Regions from separate parts of the Sus scrofa genome. Here region 1 is linked to region 2. Evidence: chromatin contacts called from public HiChIP or PLAC-seq data. All regions are on one chromosome and are shown on one strand. Each heading gives the region's core, a stretch centred on a gene start, on an enhancer-like site or on the middle of the called end of the contact. The rest is flanking DNA. Distances are from core to core; before and after follow the strand shown. Region 1 has its middle 18 kb from the start of KLHL24. Region 2 overlaps LOC100624963 (a long non-coding RNA gene).

Region 1 (3,371 bases), core at 458-2,957, 140 kb before region 2:
CGACTAGGAACCATACATATTATTTTAACATGCTTCTCACAACACATGCCTTTTAGATAATATTATTATTATGTCTGATTATAGAATAGGGTAGGCCTTCTGGTATGTTCATAATACCAGAAATAAAACTGAATATCACAGATCCAATCTCAATGTACAACCGAGGAAACTGAGGTCCAGGGAGTTTATGATGGTTAATTGTGTCTGTCGACACTTGCCTTGACATTTGGTGAAACATTACTCCTGGATATGTCTGTGATGGTGTTCCTAGATGAACCTAGCATTTAAATCTGTAGACCAAATAAAGCAGATTGCCCTTCCCAGAGTGGATGAGTTTCATCCAATTGATTGAACACCTGAATGGAGCAAAAATGTGGAATAAGAGAGAATTCTCTCTTGCCTAATTGTCTTCAGGCTGGGACATTATCATTCTGCCACTGGGTCAGACTTGGACTGTATTCCATTCATTGGTTTTCCTTGCTCTCTGGCTCACCAACTGCAGATCTTGGGGCTTCTCAGCCTCCATAACTGTGTGAGCACTTTCCTCATAATAAATCCCATTTCTTCTGTTTCTGGGGAACCCAGACCATTACAAAGGGAAAGAAATCTAGTTTTATTTGGTCCGTCCCTCCTAACTGCAGTCATAGAAGTCCTCTGTTGATTAAGCCCAACCTATTTTCCCTTTCAGAGCCTAACAGGAGGCAGGGAAGAGCTCCAGCAGCTAGTGGGCTTGTAATCAGTTTATAGGCCCTCTTCCCATTGAGGACTGACTGATACCCTGTAGTTACCATCCAAAGTCCATCCCATTTGCCTCAGGTCATGGCTAAGCCAAGATGCCGGGTCAGGTCCTCTTACCTCTTTTTTTTTTTTAAGGGCCACACTTGAGGCATATGGAGGTTCCCAGGATAGGGCTCAAATCAGAGCTGCAGCTGCTGGCCTATGCCACAGCCACAGCAATGCCAGATCTCAACCTTGTCTGCAACCTACACCACAGCTTACAGCGATGTCAGCTCCTTAACCCACTGGGGGAGGCCAGAGATCAAACCTGAGTCCTTACGGATGCTATTTAGATCCATTTCCACTGAGCCATGATGGGAATTCCGGGTCCTCTTACTTCTGCTCACAGCACTTTGCAAATTACTTGTCAAAGCGTCTGAGACAGTACCTGAGACAGACATGGCCCTTCTATAGGGTAACTGCCTTCACATCCCTGGGATGCCAACCTGGCTTGGACTTGGGAGCCCAGGAAGGGAATCAAGGTCACCTGAATTTTCAAGACAGGAGCTTGATTACAAACCATTAGTGGATTCAGACTAACAAGGCTATCCACAAGATGAGGATACAGAGGCCTGAATTATTGGTCAGGGCACCTCAAATTGCACAGGAGTGAAATTTGCCCTAAAATGTAAGGTGAATTTGCAGCTTAGAGAGGGGTAAAGTGTAAAGCCATGTGGAGAAGAAAGCCAAACAGTGTTGCTAGAGACCTTTCTCTGCTTGTTTTGAAATTTTTGGGAGGGGGGCGGGTATTCTTTTTAGGGCCACACCCAAAGCATATGGAGGTTCCCAGGCTAGGGGTCCAATCGGAGCCACAGTCACTGGCCTACGCCAGAGCTACAGCAACTTGGGATCTGAGCCATGTCTGCAACCTACACCACAGCTCACAGCAGCGCCAGATCCCTGACCCACTGATCGAGGCCAGGGATTGAATCTGCGTCTTCCTGGATGCTAGTCAGATTTATTACTGCTGAGCCACGACGGGAACTCCAGAATCAGTGAACTTCTATTTGGGACAACATTTAATAGTAACAACCAAGCTTTATGGGAGAAGAAGAGCAGTGGCAAGTGCAGACAAAGAGGTAGAAACAGCAAAAATGGAGCCCTGGAACCATCCGAGCTAGTTTCTCTGCTGTTAATGTAGCCGGGAGCTACTCAAACTCTTGCTGATGTCACCACCAGAAATAAAATCTGACTCCTCCTTTGCACTGCTACCTTCATGAACAAAATGACAGGACTGAGAGCTGGTATGAGGGTGCTGGCTGGCTGGGTGGCTGGCCGGGAGCTGGGAGTCAGGGGCTTGGCAAAAGCCCAGGGCTGGGTCACCAACAGGCTTAGACAGGAACCCGGTGAGCTGTGGACATAAAGAGTTGTGAGATCAGTAAACAACCAGAGGGAAGCCGGCTCTCTGGTTTACACAGAGATTCTGAACCAGAGGAGGGAATAAGGCAGAAACGGAGCCTGGAGTGCTGAGACAGCACCAGGAAATTTCCAAATTTCCCTGAGAGGAGGTCACAGCCCTCTTCAGATGTTTTTTTAAAAAAGAAATTGAATTAATTTTGATTGATCAGGGATGGCTCAGGTTTTTAAATTTTAATTTGAAGTTAATGAGATTTTATAGGCAGCTGCACTCACAGGATGGTCTTTCAAGGCCTTCAGGAACCAGACCTCTCAGGGAAGCCCAATAAGCAACCTGCATCCTCACGTCTCCAGAGGCCTGGGACAGATGGCAGGCTGTGCCTTTGGGCAGAGGGGATTCAGTTGAACAGCAGGGAGCATCTTTGGATTTTTCAGGACCTGGCCTCCCTTGTGGGATAGGAACAAAGAGTGGAATTATAGAAAATACAGAAGACAGTATGGAGAAATGGAATAAGCCACCCACCAGTCCAGTCTTCAGAGGCAATCCTCCTGCTTCTGCCTCTGTGGAGTGGGCATAATTACCATTGTGGATTGTTATATTAGATGAGGGGGAAGTTATTTTCACATTTAGGTGTGTTTCTTATTCTTTTTAAGCTTTTAAAAATTGGAATCACCATGTATATATAATTTCTACCGCATTTTTCCTGTTCACAAATATCCTAACTATTCTCATGGTCACAAATATACTGTGTGTGTGTGTGTGTGTGTGTGTGTGTGTGTGTGTGTGTGTGTGTGTTGCAATAAAATTACCTACAAAGCAGATGATGGGTCGGGTTTCATCCACGGGCTGCAGCTGGCTGACTCTGTGCATAAAGAGTCCAGTGCCTGGCCTGCCTCAGTGCAGAACAAGGGGCAACCACTGATAAAATCATGACAGACAAGAAAAATAATGATGCTCTCTCCCTTAGGGATTCAGAGGCCAGTTGGTCACATTTCTACTTACAGGCAACTCACCATCCAGGATGTACAGGGAGCTGGGGGATAAGCAGGCAAGAGATAAGATTTAAGCAGACTGCTTTTTGTTTAAATCTGTTTAAGCCCTACTCAGTCTGGAGTTCCCTGGGTCCAGGCTTAATTCCTAATACAGCGGTGTGAGTTCTGTGAGAGGGGAAAGCTAGGACTTAATCATAACTGAAAATTTCCAGGAAGCTCCAGAAGAGGTGGCTCATTTTGGCTCT
Region 2 (3,330 bases), core at 787-3,286:
GAAGCAATGGTCACAAGACTTTCTGTTCATTTACAGCCTCAATTAACTGAGCAGTTAATGTGTGACTGCAGGCACAATAGGACGGCAAGGGGAAGAATCAGTGTGGACTGGAGAGGTCTTGGAGGAGGTGAGATCTGAACTGTTCTCTGTGAGAGGTGAGGACTTGCAGGAAAACAGGAGGGTGTTCCAGGAAGAAGAAGACATGAGCAGGGGCCAGGAGTCCTGTTACACAAGGGGCCTTGGGGGAGCAGGGCTGCTGGGGCAGGGTCTGGGTGGGGAGGCGGGAGGCAGGGGGAGCCTGGATGCCAGAGATGGTTGTGGTGCCAGGTTTAGGTGAGACTTGATGCAGGAGCCCAGGGAAAGGTACTGGAGACTGATGCGGCCAACAGGGCAGAGAACAGTCCCCGGGGCCTGTTTCATTCAGCACCGAATAAGTCCTGAGGGTTTAGAATTTGGAAAACATGTTCTTAGTTTTCCATCCTTCTTCTGCTTTGCTTAGGTGTTCCATAATTGCTTAATAAATTCCCAGAACTATATATGGTAACAACATAAAACACCATAAACCCATACAAGGACCATGTTGAAACCAACTTTTTTTAAGTGTTATTTTAACAATCTGATGAATATAAACACTCCCCTGGTTCTTAGGAGGTTAACACTTGAGAATTTTTCTCAGGGGCTAGACTTCATCTGTTTCTTCCTCTTCTTAGTTTCTATCTCTGTGATCATTGGATTTGTTTTATATTCCGAATTTTTTTTAACACAAAAACTATTTCAAATACTTTTTGGAAGTAGGTGGAGTACAAATAAATAATTATTGAAATTGTTCTAGATATGTGATCTTCAACATTTCATTATACTAAATAGGACAAAATAGGTCTCCATACACAAGACCTTTTGGACAGAAGATCTGAGGTCCTTTGTAAACCTAACTTATTAAACCTAATTCAAGTTAACAATCCCTGCATTTGTGTGTATAGCATTTTACAGATTAAAAACGTGGGGATTTTTTTGTTGTTGTTAATGTGCATTATTTTATTTGAGCCGCAGAACTCCTGACAGCGCTTCCTTTCATCCCCTTGTATTCAGCAGAGTGCCTATAAACCCAGGTAAAGTCCCAATAAACAAGTGCTTATTAAAAGAATGAGTGATTGAATTAAGTCAGAAATAACAATTCTGAGGTGGAATGTGTAGTAAAAGTTGTTCCCACTTGACTGAGGAAGACACAGTGTTGTGTTGGAGCCATTATGAGACAGGTGGGACCTGGGACCTGGGACCTGGGACTCTTTACTGGAGAGCTTGCACCTGGAGAAATGTCTCCTCCAGCAACACAATACCAAGAAACTATATGGGAAATAACTGCATGCATGCACAGTTCAGGCAAATTATGAACAATAATAAGAAAAGGCCAAAAACCAACTGCCACTTCTGAGGTGCCAGGATCAAAAGCAGACCCCATGATCCCTGCACACAGCACCACCAAGGGGGAGGCAGACCACCTAAGCCACCCCTCTGGCCCAACCCACTGACCCACCCCTACCCTCACCTCATTGAAGCAACCAGCTCACCGCCACATCGGGGATAGAGCACAGGCAAATATTATTTGTTTTTACTCCCTCCTGCTGCAGTAGTCCCACTAAAGCCTTCCCTGAATTCCTCATCTGGCCTCTTATCAATTTATATTGATTAAAGAGTCCAGGGACCCCGGTTGGTAACAATCAGGACCTGCTCAGGAGAGCTGCTGCACATTTCTTCCCAGCTACACTTCCATTAAGTGACTTCACCTTGGCAGCTTGAAACTGGCCACAGTGGGAGTATTTACAGCAAGGAAATCAGCAAAAACTGTAAGTCAGCACCCCTCCCCCTCCACCCCTTGAGAGCCAGTTTTAAAATATTTGCCAGCAAACCAATGAAATTAGGATTCAGACTAGTTAAGTGACTTGACTGAGGTTGAACTCCTGGGTAAGATGTCAAGTCCAGGCTCCTGGCTCTAAGGCCAGAGGCATTAGGGAAACTGATGAGTCAAGGATGAAAGGGGAGCCAATTTCTGACTCTGCAGCACAGCTCTCTAAGTGACAGAAAACCTATCTCCAGGGATGTGAAACATAGCAGTCCTTTTATAGCAGCAATGATAGGACAGAGCATGAAGACCCAAGTCCTATAAAATAGAATAATGCTCTACAATCCCTGTGCCACCAGTTTCCACAGTAAAGATTCAGGGCTTGTCTTTGCCAATTTGTTCATGTGGCATTCTGCTGCCTTTGTTTTTCCGTGTCAGTGAACAGAAATCTATCCCTATGTGTAACTTGTGAAGAAAGGTAATAGTTTATGTAGGTGTGGATTTTGTTGCTGAACACACTCAATAGGTCTCAAGTGGCAACAGTGAGAAATAGTATCGTAACCCAAGTTTCCCTCTGTTCCATGTCCATGTTAAGTTAGTCCTTGGACTCAGGCTGAATCGAGAACTAACTCTCTAAGTATCTTCTTTGTGGGAGGATAACTCTAAACAGTCTCTAACCTTTGCCTACAGTGTGAGCTCAAGTTCAAAAGCTTATGTCACAGTCACAAAACATGGGAAGATAGCTACTGAGTAGATTTTTGTCTTTTGTGGAGGAGACAGACAAATTGCAACCTCTCAAATTTGAATTAATAAATGATAACAGGAGTTCCCATTGTGGCTCATTGGAAATGAATCTAATTTCCATGAGGACACAGGTTCAATCCCTGGCCTCCTCAGTGGGTTAGGGATCCGGCATTGCCATGAGCTGTAGTGTAGGTCACAGACATGGCTTGGATCTGGCATTGCTGTGGCTGTGATGTAGGCCAGTGGCTATAGCTCTGATTCAACCCCTGGCCTGGGAACCTCCATGTGCTGTGGGTGCGGTCCTAAAAAGTACAAAAGTACAAAAATAAATAATAAAAATAACAACTGAGAAAACACATAATTTTCTACACATCAAATGTGGGTTGTAAATTCAAACTTCAGGTTGTTACCTTCCTTCTCAGGTGGATAACATAAGCAAATACTGTTGCACAGGAAGCAGCACCAGCTACTACAATGGGTATCCTGAGAGAAATCTACAAATTTGAAATTACAAGTTTTGCAATAAATTCTGGGGGGAGGGATTGTGATTTCTTCTTCTTCTTCTTCTTTTTTTTTTTTTTTGGCAATGCCTGTGATGTGCATAAGTTCCAGGGCCAGGGACTGAACTACAGCTGTAACCAAAGCTGTAGCATCAAGAGTGCCAGGTCTTTAACCTGCTGAACCACTAGGGAACGCCTGCATTTAACATCCCCATTTGGCTCCTGAACTGGTTTAAGCAAGGGCAG

The links. HiChIP or PLAC-seq counts read pairs in DNA pulled down with a chosen protein or histone mark.
Region 1: a contact with region 2 is called in an H3K27ac HiChIP or PLAC-seq map of skeletal muscle. The contact joins two enhancer-like sites. A contact is called at or near these places in 1 of 47 Hi-C or Micro-C datasets (embryonic fibroblasts) and 1 of 2 datasets of contacts at active chromatin or transcription factors (skeletal muscle).

Annotation. Positions count from the first base shown.
Region 1 is chr13:121,544,732-121,548,102 of Sscrofa11.1, reverse strand. No RefSeq gene overlaps it. Among named protein-coding and RNA genes, the nearest start is that of KLHL24, 18 kb to the left of the region's middle. Within about 2 kb of position 1,707, at least 7 of the 83 cell types and tissues checked have an H3K27ac peak or open chromatin away from gene starts, as enhancers often do. A contact at or near this core is called in skeletal muscle, where this site is marked.
Region 2 is chr13:121,407,632-121,410,961 of Sscrofa11.1, reverse strand. The region is part of intron 5 of LOC100624963 (a long non-coding RNA gene); the gene reads right to left. Among named protein-coding and RNA genes, the nearest start is that of MCF2L2, 31 kb to the right of the region's middle. Within about 2 kb of position 2,036, at least 1 of the 83 cell types and tissues checked has an H3K27ac peak or open chromatin away from gene starts, as enhancers often do. A contact at or near this core is called in skeletal muscle, where this site is marked.